Regions from separate parts of the Mus musculus genome. Here all the other regions are linked to region 2. The links are chromatin contacts, called in public HiChIP or PLAC-seq maps. All regions are on one chromosome and are shown on one strand. Each heading gives the region's core, a stretch centred on a gene start, on an enhancer-like site or on the middle of the called end of the contact. The rest is flanking DNA. Distances are from core to core; before and after follow the strand shown. Region 1 holds the start of Efna3 (ephrin A3). Region 2 holds the start of Pklr (pyruvate kinase liver and red blood cell). Region 3 overlaps Gm33845 (a long non-coding RNA gene).

The links. HiChIP or PLAC-seq counts read pairs in DNA pulled down with a chosen protein or histone mark.
Region 1: an HNF4G HiChIP or PLAC-seq map of pancreatic cancer cells shows a contact between it and region 2. The contact joins the promoter of Efna3 here to the promoter of Pklr in region 2. A contact is called at or near these places in 4 of 39 promoter capture datasets (the HPC-7 cell line, macrophages, pre-B cells and 1 more), 2 of 115 datasets of contacts at active chromatin or transcription factors (embryonic stem cells and pancreatic cancer cells) and 2 of 9 other capture datasets (adipose tissue and liver).
Region 3: an HNF4G HiChIP or PLAC-seq map of pancreatic cancer cells shows a contact between it and region 2. The contact joins the enhancer-like site here to the promoter of Pklr in region 2. A contact is called at or near these places in 10 of 39 promoter capture datasets (the 3T3-L1 cell line, the C10 cell line, the HPC-7 cell line and 5 more), 3 of 484 Hi-C or Micro-C datasets (CD4 T cells, extraembryonic endoderm stem cells and olfactory sensory neurons), 1 of 115 datasets of contacts at active chromatin or transcription factors (pancreatic cancer cells) and 3 of 9 other capture datasets (adipose tissue, liver and macrophages).

Annotation. Positions count from the first base shown.
Region 1 is chr3:89,321,498-89,324,326 of GRCm38.p6, reverse strand. Efna3 (ephrin A3) reads left to right here and starts at 1,388. Exons shown (of 5, transcript NM_010108.2): 1 at 1,388-1,621. The coding sequence starts at 1,494.
Region 2 is chr3:89,134,746-89,137,445 of GRCm38.p6, reverse strand. It overlaps Pklr (pyruvate kinase liver and red blood cell), which reads right to left and starts at 1,304. Exons shown (of 11, transcript NM_013631.2): 1 at 1,164-1,304; 2 at 40-222. The coding sequence starts at 1,263.
Region 3 is chr3:89,298,328-89,301,113 of GRCm38.p6, reverse strand. The region is part of intron 1 of Gm33845 (a long non-coding RNA gene); the gene reads left to right. Among named protein-coding and RNA genes, the nearest start is that of Gm33845, 3.3 kb to the left of the region's middle. Within about 2 kb of position 1,398, at least 105 of the 459 cell types and tissues checked have an H3K27ac peak or open chromatin away from gene starts, as enhancers often do. A contact at or near this core is called in adipose tissue, liver and pancreatic cancer cells, where this site is marked.

The DNA.
Region 1 (2,829 bases), core at 139-2,638, 190 kb before region 2:
GCGGTGCCCTTCCCCCAAGGCAGGCGTGTGGTCAGGGCCTTGTACTGCCAAAGGTAACTGACTGAGGTGCTGCTATCTTTCCTACCTCTTGAAACACAACAAAACAGCAATGTGCCTGCCTCCCTGGGCACAGGTGCTGTGGGTTCTAAGAACCCAGTAAGGCCCGGTTCTGCTTTGTCTTTCAGTCTGGGCTTCTGGGAAAGAGACAAGATAAGGGGTGAATGCCTAGTAGATCTGTATTCTGGATCCCTCACAAAGAGGGTCAATCACATGGGAGAAGAGTGTGTCTGTATACGTCAGTGTCTCTGTCTAGGGGCCTATGTTTACACCAATTTCTACTCTATAGGCACCTTGTGTGCCTAGATTGGACTGTATGTCAAGTGTCCATTGCTCCTGTTTCTGGATATGGACACCTTTATTTTTTTTCTCTCCCATCGCTGTGTGCATGTCATCTTTGTGCCTGTATGTCCCTAAGAAGACAACTGCTGTGGCAAGTGCTGGAATATAAGGTGCCCTCTGTCCTTAGAGAAAGCATCTATGGAAGCAGGAATGAGCGTGCCTAAGGACATCACTGAGGGAATCGGAGGCAGTGAGGGGACCTCTGTGGGCTTTCCAAGAAGACTGCTCCATTCCTGCCTGGCTCCAACTCGCCTTGGCAACTCACCACCACCAAATACCTTTGCCCTGGATTACCATAGAAGGCTTAGGCTTTTTTTTTTTTTTTTGAGACGGGGCGGGGGGTGGGGGTGGGGGGACACGGTCTCGCTGCGTAGCCCTGCCTGGCCTGGTACTTGTTACACAGACCAATGTAGGTGCCCTCGAACTCACAGAGATCTGCCAGGCTCTGCTTCTAGAGTGTCAGGATTAAGGAAGTATAGCTACTGTGCCCAGCCCCCAGAAGGTGACACTCTGGGCTGAGGTGTTCTGGTTTGGCTTCAGGTGAGGGCCTTCAGGCAGCCAGCTGTTAGCTCTTGGTACCACCTGAAGGCTTCCCCATCTTGTGTCCATTTAACTCCTTGCACACATGGAAAGGGGTGGAGGAAGTAGAGGTCCGATATGGGTCTACTCTTGCTTATTCCAGACGTAGATCTTCGCTCAACGCCCCCACACTCTATGGAGAAAGGTGTGGACCTACACCAGATGTATGTCCAGGTCTTGGCTTCCAAATCCTTCTGTGAACTCCAAGCTTGGGGGACCTAAAGACGCAAACCTCTGCAGCAAATCACCTAGGAGAGAGGAGAGGCGCGTTGTTCCTAAAGGGGCTACACAGTATGGGTCGCCCACGCGCGGCGCGCTCTGGGCTCAAGTGGGGCGGAGCCCCGCGTGAGCGCGCCAGGGGCGGGGCTTCGGGGGCGCGCCCAGAAGGGCGGAGGGAAGGATTGTGGGCGTGACTAAGATTGGGGGCTGGCAGCGGCGGCAGCAGGGAGCTGGGAAGCTGAGAAGCCGGGAGTGCGGGGCTCAGTCGGGGGGCGGCGGCGGCGGCGGCTCCGGGGATGGCGGCGGCTCCGCTGCTGCTGCTGCTGCTGCTCGTGCCCGTGCCGCTGCTGCCGCTGCTGGCCCAGGGGCCTGGGGGCGCACTGGGAAACCGGCATGCGGTATACTGGAACAGCTCCAATCAGCAGTGAGTCGGGGACCCGGAGAACCCGTGCGTCCCGCGTCAGTGATGGGGGAGCTGGTGGGCCCGAGAAGTCCTAGGGGAACCTGGCAGCAGTCCTGGGAGACAGGCTTGGTACCGAGAGGCGAGGGAGAGGGGACGCACTATGTGGGCGTCTGTGAAACTCGGGGGTGTCTGAGAGAAGCTGTTGGGGCATAGTAAAGAGCGCTCTGGCCGTGCGGAGGAGGCTGTTGGGGGTCCCTAACCCCATCTTGGTTTCTCTCCACACTCGCCAATGGAATAGTGTTCTCTGTCCCGTAGTCTCCCCCACCATCCACGCTCCTTTTGGCTAGGTTGAAGTCTGTGAGTACCGGTGTGCTAGGGATAGGCCGCTGCGTTTGGGAGCTGAAGGATGACCTGTTTTCAGCCTGTAATGTTGATGGGGTTCTGCTTAAGACTCTTGGTTTTAAAAGTGGGGTTCGGCATTAAGGCAGGAACTCCGATTCTCCACCTCCTCAGGACGAAGGGTAAGGGGTTGCTCTGGTTGTGTGAATAAGCCCTGCTGGGGTGAGCCGGGCCAGGGTCGCGAAGTTGGGGGGCCCTAGGAACGCAGGGTACTGGTGAGAAGGAAGAAGGCAGAGATGTCGGCATGTCACACACACACACACACACACACACGCACACACACACACACACACACGCACTGAAGCTAGGGACGGCGTATGGCACTGAGTGTGAACGGGCGTGCGCGGCTGTCAGTGTGCGTGTGTCTGTGTGTGATTTGTGTGTCTGCGTCGGCGACCGTCTAGGGGTGGGAGCGGGCGGCGGATCGGGGAGGGGGCTGCGGTCGGTGTCCGCGTGGCCAGTCTTGTCTGGGCTGGGGTGGCTCTTGGCGCCGCCGCGGTCTGGGCGGGTGTCAGGGCGGCCGTGTGGTTTCCTCCGGTGTGTGGCGCGGCGGCTCGGTGCCGGCTGCCGGACCGGGCCATCATTCTGCACAGTCCTTGCTGCCCTTGTCTTCTCCCTGCCGAGCTGTCGTGTGTATCACTCTGGCCACCTCAGTGTATTGGTAGGGGGATCCCTGGGGACACGGGGATCACTGTCACACCTGCCCGGGCGGTGGCGGCAGCTTTGCTTCTGACTCTCCGCCCTGGGGGCCGACTAGGGAACAAATGGTGAGACCCCAGGGGAGGGGACCTGAAGGGCCTCGACCACGACCCCCAACCTTCCGGGGGAGG
Region 2 (2,700 bases), core at 55-2,554:
GGCGGCCCAGTGTGGCGGCCCAGGGTTGGGTGGTCTTACCGATGGTGGCAATGATGCTGGTGCTCCTAGCGGCCACAGGCTCTGAGTCGATATCCAGAAGGCAGAGGTGTTCCAGGAAGGTGTCCGCCATAGCTGCGGGCAGTTGCTGCTGCTGGAAGAAGGCAGTGCCCAGCTCCTGGGTCAGCTGGGCCACACTGGCACGTCTCAGGTATCCTGCTGGCCCTGCGGTAGATGGGGACTCAGGATCCTGCACAGACAATCGCCTATCCCCCATGTGCTTCCTGCCAGTGCACCCTGTGTCTATTCAGCCCTCCGGTCTGTGTGAGGAGGCCTTCCTTCAATCTGAGTGTCACACATTACTTTGTTTAGTCTCCAGGGTTCTATGGAGCAGGCTGTTAGATGTGCTCTTTCCCAACTTTACAAGGAAGGAAAAAGACGGAGAGAGAAAATGCACTGTCTAAGAAAAGGGCATCTTCCAAGGAAGATGATTCAAATCTAGGTCTAGCTCAAAGCTGAGTCCTTACGGACCCAGTTACCGAGACCCTCCCCCACCCCGCCCCCCAGCAGACCACTCAGCCTCAGCACCCCCAGAAGCCTCCCTCAAGTCTCAAGGCATCTCATTCTCTAGGCCTGGAATCTCTCTGTTACTTTTCCTTGTTTACTTCCTTCTAGCTCCAGGCAACTCTCTGGCTTCCCCACTTCCCTCCCCTCCAAGTTCCCTCCATCTATACAGTGCGGCTCTATCCCCTGCCTGCCCCCTTGTGGGGGAAACCCCCGTAGCTTGACCCAGCCCGGCTCAGTAGAGCACCTTCCATACTGCTGCGTACCTGCTGTGTCTGTGGGTCTGCTTTATACTCTGCCTTTGTCAGTGGGATGGGGCCTGGCACAGACGAGATCAGTCCTGGTTAAAGTATAACCAGCTAGCATCTCTCTTGCCAATGGAAGCCTTGTACACTGGGGGCCAGAGTCCAGGAACCACGGGAGTGCCCCGTGGCGTCCATGCTGCCGGATCCCCTTTGGCCTGTCTGCAGAGCCTGGATCAAAGGCTCAAATCAAATTTAACAGAGGCTGTAGTGGGCATCCTTCCCCCAAGGCCTCCACCCCCAACACTGATTCTACCCTAATTCTCCTCTCTGTTCAGTGGCTTCCCTTCCTCTTCTTACCTCCTGGAGCCCCACTTAAAGCAGACTTTGCTAAGTCTTTTTGGGACTTAAAGATCCAGGGCCAGAGCTGCTGGGGTAGCTCGTTCTCTTGGACAGACATGCTTCCAAAGTGTGGGACTGGGGCTGCAAGAACCACAGACTGGGAGGAGAGTGTACCCTAACTGCTGGTCTTATCTGCAGGAGCCAGAGAATAGAAAAGAGGCACACCCAGTAGGCAGCCCCATCCCCACACAGAGTCCCTTCTGGAGGGCTGTCGGTTGTCAGTCCCCACATCTTCCCTTCCCCTAGGTCATCCGTTTTTCCTGGTCAATTTTTAGTCCATTCATACTGTCAGTCCATCAGCTTCAATAGAGACTAGTTCATCGCCAGTGATACAATCCTTTTCTCTTTGTATTTTATTGACAAGAATCTTAGGTATATTCTCAGAGCAAGAGCTTGAATGTGGGGACTAGATTGTGGAAAAGAGGGAGGAACTTTTTTTTCTCTTCTCTTCTCTTCTCTTCTCTTCTCTTCTCTTCTCTTCTCTTCTCTTCTCTTCTCTTCTCTTCTCTTCTCTTCTCTTCCCTTCCCTTCCCTTCCCTTCCCTTCCCTTCCCTTCCCTTCCCTTCCCTTCCCTTCCCTTCCCTTCCCTTTCCTTTCCTTTCCTTTTCTCTTCTAGACAGGGTTTCTCTGTGTAGACCAGGCTGGCCTCGAACGCAGAAATCTGCTTGCCTCTGCCTCCCAAGTGCTGGGATTAAAGGCGTGCGCCACCACCACCTGGCAGAGGGGAACCCTTTGATAGACGTTAGAGGGTATCTCAGTTTCTCGCATCTGTTCCTCTGTGAATCCAAAGATGAAACTATAAACAGTTCTAGGCACTAATTGATAAACTTGTTTAGATTGATGTTGACGAACCATATTAGTAAACACAGGAAGCCTGAGCACAGGGGAGTTCTTCAGCCATCGTGGGGACATCGCACCCAACTCACTTTTTACCAAGGCACCAGGGAGAGTGACCTTGCCTTGCTGACCACCATGAGCATAAGCTGCAGTCCTGCTGTCAAAATTCCCTATAACTACCCCAACCAACAGACGGGCCACCTGGCACTTACTTTTTTTCCATATCCCAGATGACCCTAGACTGGGGATTCTCTTGACCCCATTCTTGGGTGACTTTACAAGTTCAGCAAAGTTGCTAGAACAGTGGGATTCTCTAGGAAGGCTTCCATGACACTATGACAATGACAATGGCCAGTGACAACCCTGGAGGATACAGTGGGAGTCAAGCAGATAGAAAGATGGAACCTTCGCCCTCCATGGGTTTTAATATAGTGTGTGTGGGGAAATGACAGACTACTAGCAAATAAATAAATACTTTAAACTGGGTAAGGGGTGTCAGGCATGGATCATAGGACTGGGCAGGGTGGCCGGGTGGGACAGTGGTGTATCTTAGGCACCTCTTAAATAAGATGAGGCTTTCTTTAATGTGATTATGCTTAAGCTATTAAGGATGAGAAGGCACCAGCAGGGGCTGCAGGGGCAGCAGGGGCAGCAGGGG
Region 3 (2,786 bases), core at 149-2,648, 160 kb before region 2:
GTGTATATGTGTGTGTCTGTGTATATACATTATTTTCCTTCCCTTTCTTCTCACTAAACACTCTCTTATATCCCTCTATCTTAAAAAAATTAATAAACTTGGGGCTGGAGAGATAACATTAGTTGTTAAGAGCACTGGCTGTTCTTCCAGAAGAAAGGGGTTCAGTTCCTAGGACCCACATGGCAGCTCACAACTGTCTGTAACTCCTGCTCCAGGGGATCTGATACTCTCACATACCTAACAATTATTGATTGAATTACTGATTAAATAATCAATTATTGTTTGAATATGAGACATTAGGCATTTAATGTTTTTTAATGCTAGATTTTTTAAAATATTTATTAATTTTTATGTATGTGTGCTCTACCCGAATGTACACCATCATGCCAGAAGAGGGCAACAGATCACTGAATAGATGGTTGTGAGCTACCATGGGGTTGGTGAGAGTTGAACCCAAGACCTCTGGAAGAGCAGACAGTGCTCTTAACCGCTGAGCCATCTCTCCAGCCCTAATAGAAGACTTTTTAAAACATTTCTTTCAATACTTTTAAGCCTTCCTCAGAAACTTACATGAGTTTTTCAGGACAGAGAGACAAATGGTTTGCCTTTGGGGGATTGCAGGGTCTCATGTGAGCCTTGAACAGGCTGTGAGGCTGACCTTGAACTTGTGATCACTCTAATTGCACTTTCCCAGGTGTTTGCCACAACATCCAGGTGGATTGACCCTTCAAAGGTTCACTGCTAAGTGATATTTGGCAAAAGCAGAGCAGTCTTTGACCTAGGGCTAATCTAAAGAGGCAATATCATCCTGGAGTGTGGGCTGCTACACCAGCTAGCCAATCAGGAGATAGAAACCACACAGTACTTTGAGCAGGAGAAGTTTAATGTGAGAACTTATTAACCATAATAAGGGCTTAGAGTAGGGAGGGGTTGCCTGGCAGAAGTCAACAGAACTCCAAAAGAATACGGGAATTGTCAAGCACACTTATAGTTCAGGAACTCTAGAAGCTGAGGCAGGAGGATTGCTTAATTCCAGGAGATCAGGGCCCACCTGGGCAACATAGTAAGTCTCCATAGTCTAAAATAATAATAATAAAAATAATGATAATAATTTTTTCAAGGAGAGCACGGGGAATGGCGGGTATAACGGCAGCCACTTCTCCAGTGGTCCTGCGCGACAGTAGCAGAGGAGTTTCAGCGGCTGCAGAAATCAGCGCGGATGCGTCAGCATCGGGAAGAAAAAGCGCTTTTCTCAGACTGTCTCTGCAAGCGCCCCCTCCGGTTTTACAAAGGCTTTGAAGTTTAGAGGTTATGCATCTGGAACCAGCCAAGAGTAGTCAAGGCAAGACTGCCTTTCCGCGGTGGCTTGTGGGATGACGAGGGATTGGTGGCCCTGGTGAGAGCTCTGCTTTCGTTCTCCCACAGTTCTTAGCAAACGAGACTGGCTTCCCCGCAGGCTGTGTTACTCATCCGAAGCTGAAGACCTGAGGGACGCTGTACCAGTTTCCAAAGTCCCTTCTCTGTACAACTCCTGTCTAGGACTCTGTGCTGCAAACTAGAGCTGCCTTGGTCTTCCTGGGCTGCATTCCTTCCCTTCCTCCCCTCAGAGACTCTGACTCGCAGGCTGCATCTCCCACACCCAATCCTGGAATTTCCACCCACGAAGCTGCGTGGTCTTGGGGCTCGCTTCATTCGTGTTTGCCCTCTCAAATAGCACCCCAGTTTTACCTCTTCTCCTGTGTCTGATTATCAGTAACAGGAACTATTCTTTTATTTATTTATTTATTTTTTTTTCCGAGACAGGGTTTCTCTCTGTAGCCCTGGCTGTCTTGGAACTCACTCTGAATATCAGGCTGGCCTTGAACTCAGAGATCACTTGCCTCTGCCTCCTGAGTGCTGGGATTAAGGGTGTGCATCACTATTGCCAGGCTATGTGTTTAGCTATTTAAGACAAAAAGAGAAGAAAATGGTCCCTGTACTCCATCAGGACACAGTCCAGAGGTTTATGGAGTGGGATACAGAATGGGCACAGTGAGAGAATACGTGCTTAGCGCTTTGGAAGCCTGAAGCACGCTCTCAGTGTCAAACACACAACAAAGCTGAGACTGCGTAAGTGGCCGCGTGGATAGGGACACTTACTGCTCTTGCAGAGGACCTGGGCTCAATTCCCACAGCCAGCTAGGAGATCTCTAGACCTAGGGGGTCTGACATCCTCCTACATGCACGTGGAACACTTACATACACTCAGGCTCACACACATTAAAAGATAGAATCAATACATACTTTCTTTAAAGAAAATTCTAGTCTGGGTGTTGTGGCCCATGTTTTTAATCCTAGCTCTCAGGAGGCAGAGTCAAGTGACTCTCTGTTAATTAAAGGTCAACTTGGTCTATATAATAAGTTTGAGGCCAGCCAGGGTTGCGTAGTGAGTCCCTGTCTCAGAAACAAACAAAAATAAAACCCAAAAATCAAACCCAAGACCATTACACTCAAAACCACCTGTGATTTGGGGAGTCTTTCCTCCCCCTCCCACCATGACTCTGACTTTGTTTGTTTAGTTGTTTGGTTGGTTTTGGTTTTTTCGAGACAGGGTTTCTCTGTACAGCCCTGGCTGTCCTGGAACTCACTCTGTAGACCAGGCTGGACTCAAACTCAGAAATCTGCCTGACTCTGCCTCCCAAGTGCTGGGATTAAAGGTGTGCACAACCACGCCTGGCTTCGTTTGCTTTTTAAATAGACTTTGCAGAAGCCCTGCAATGCAGACCTAGGGGTTGGAGAGATGGCTC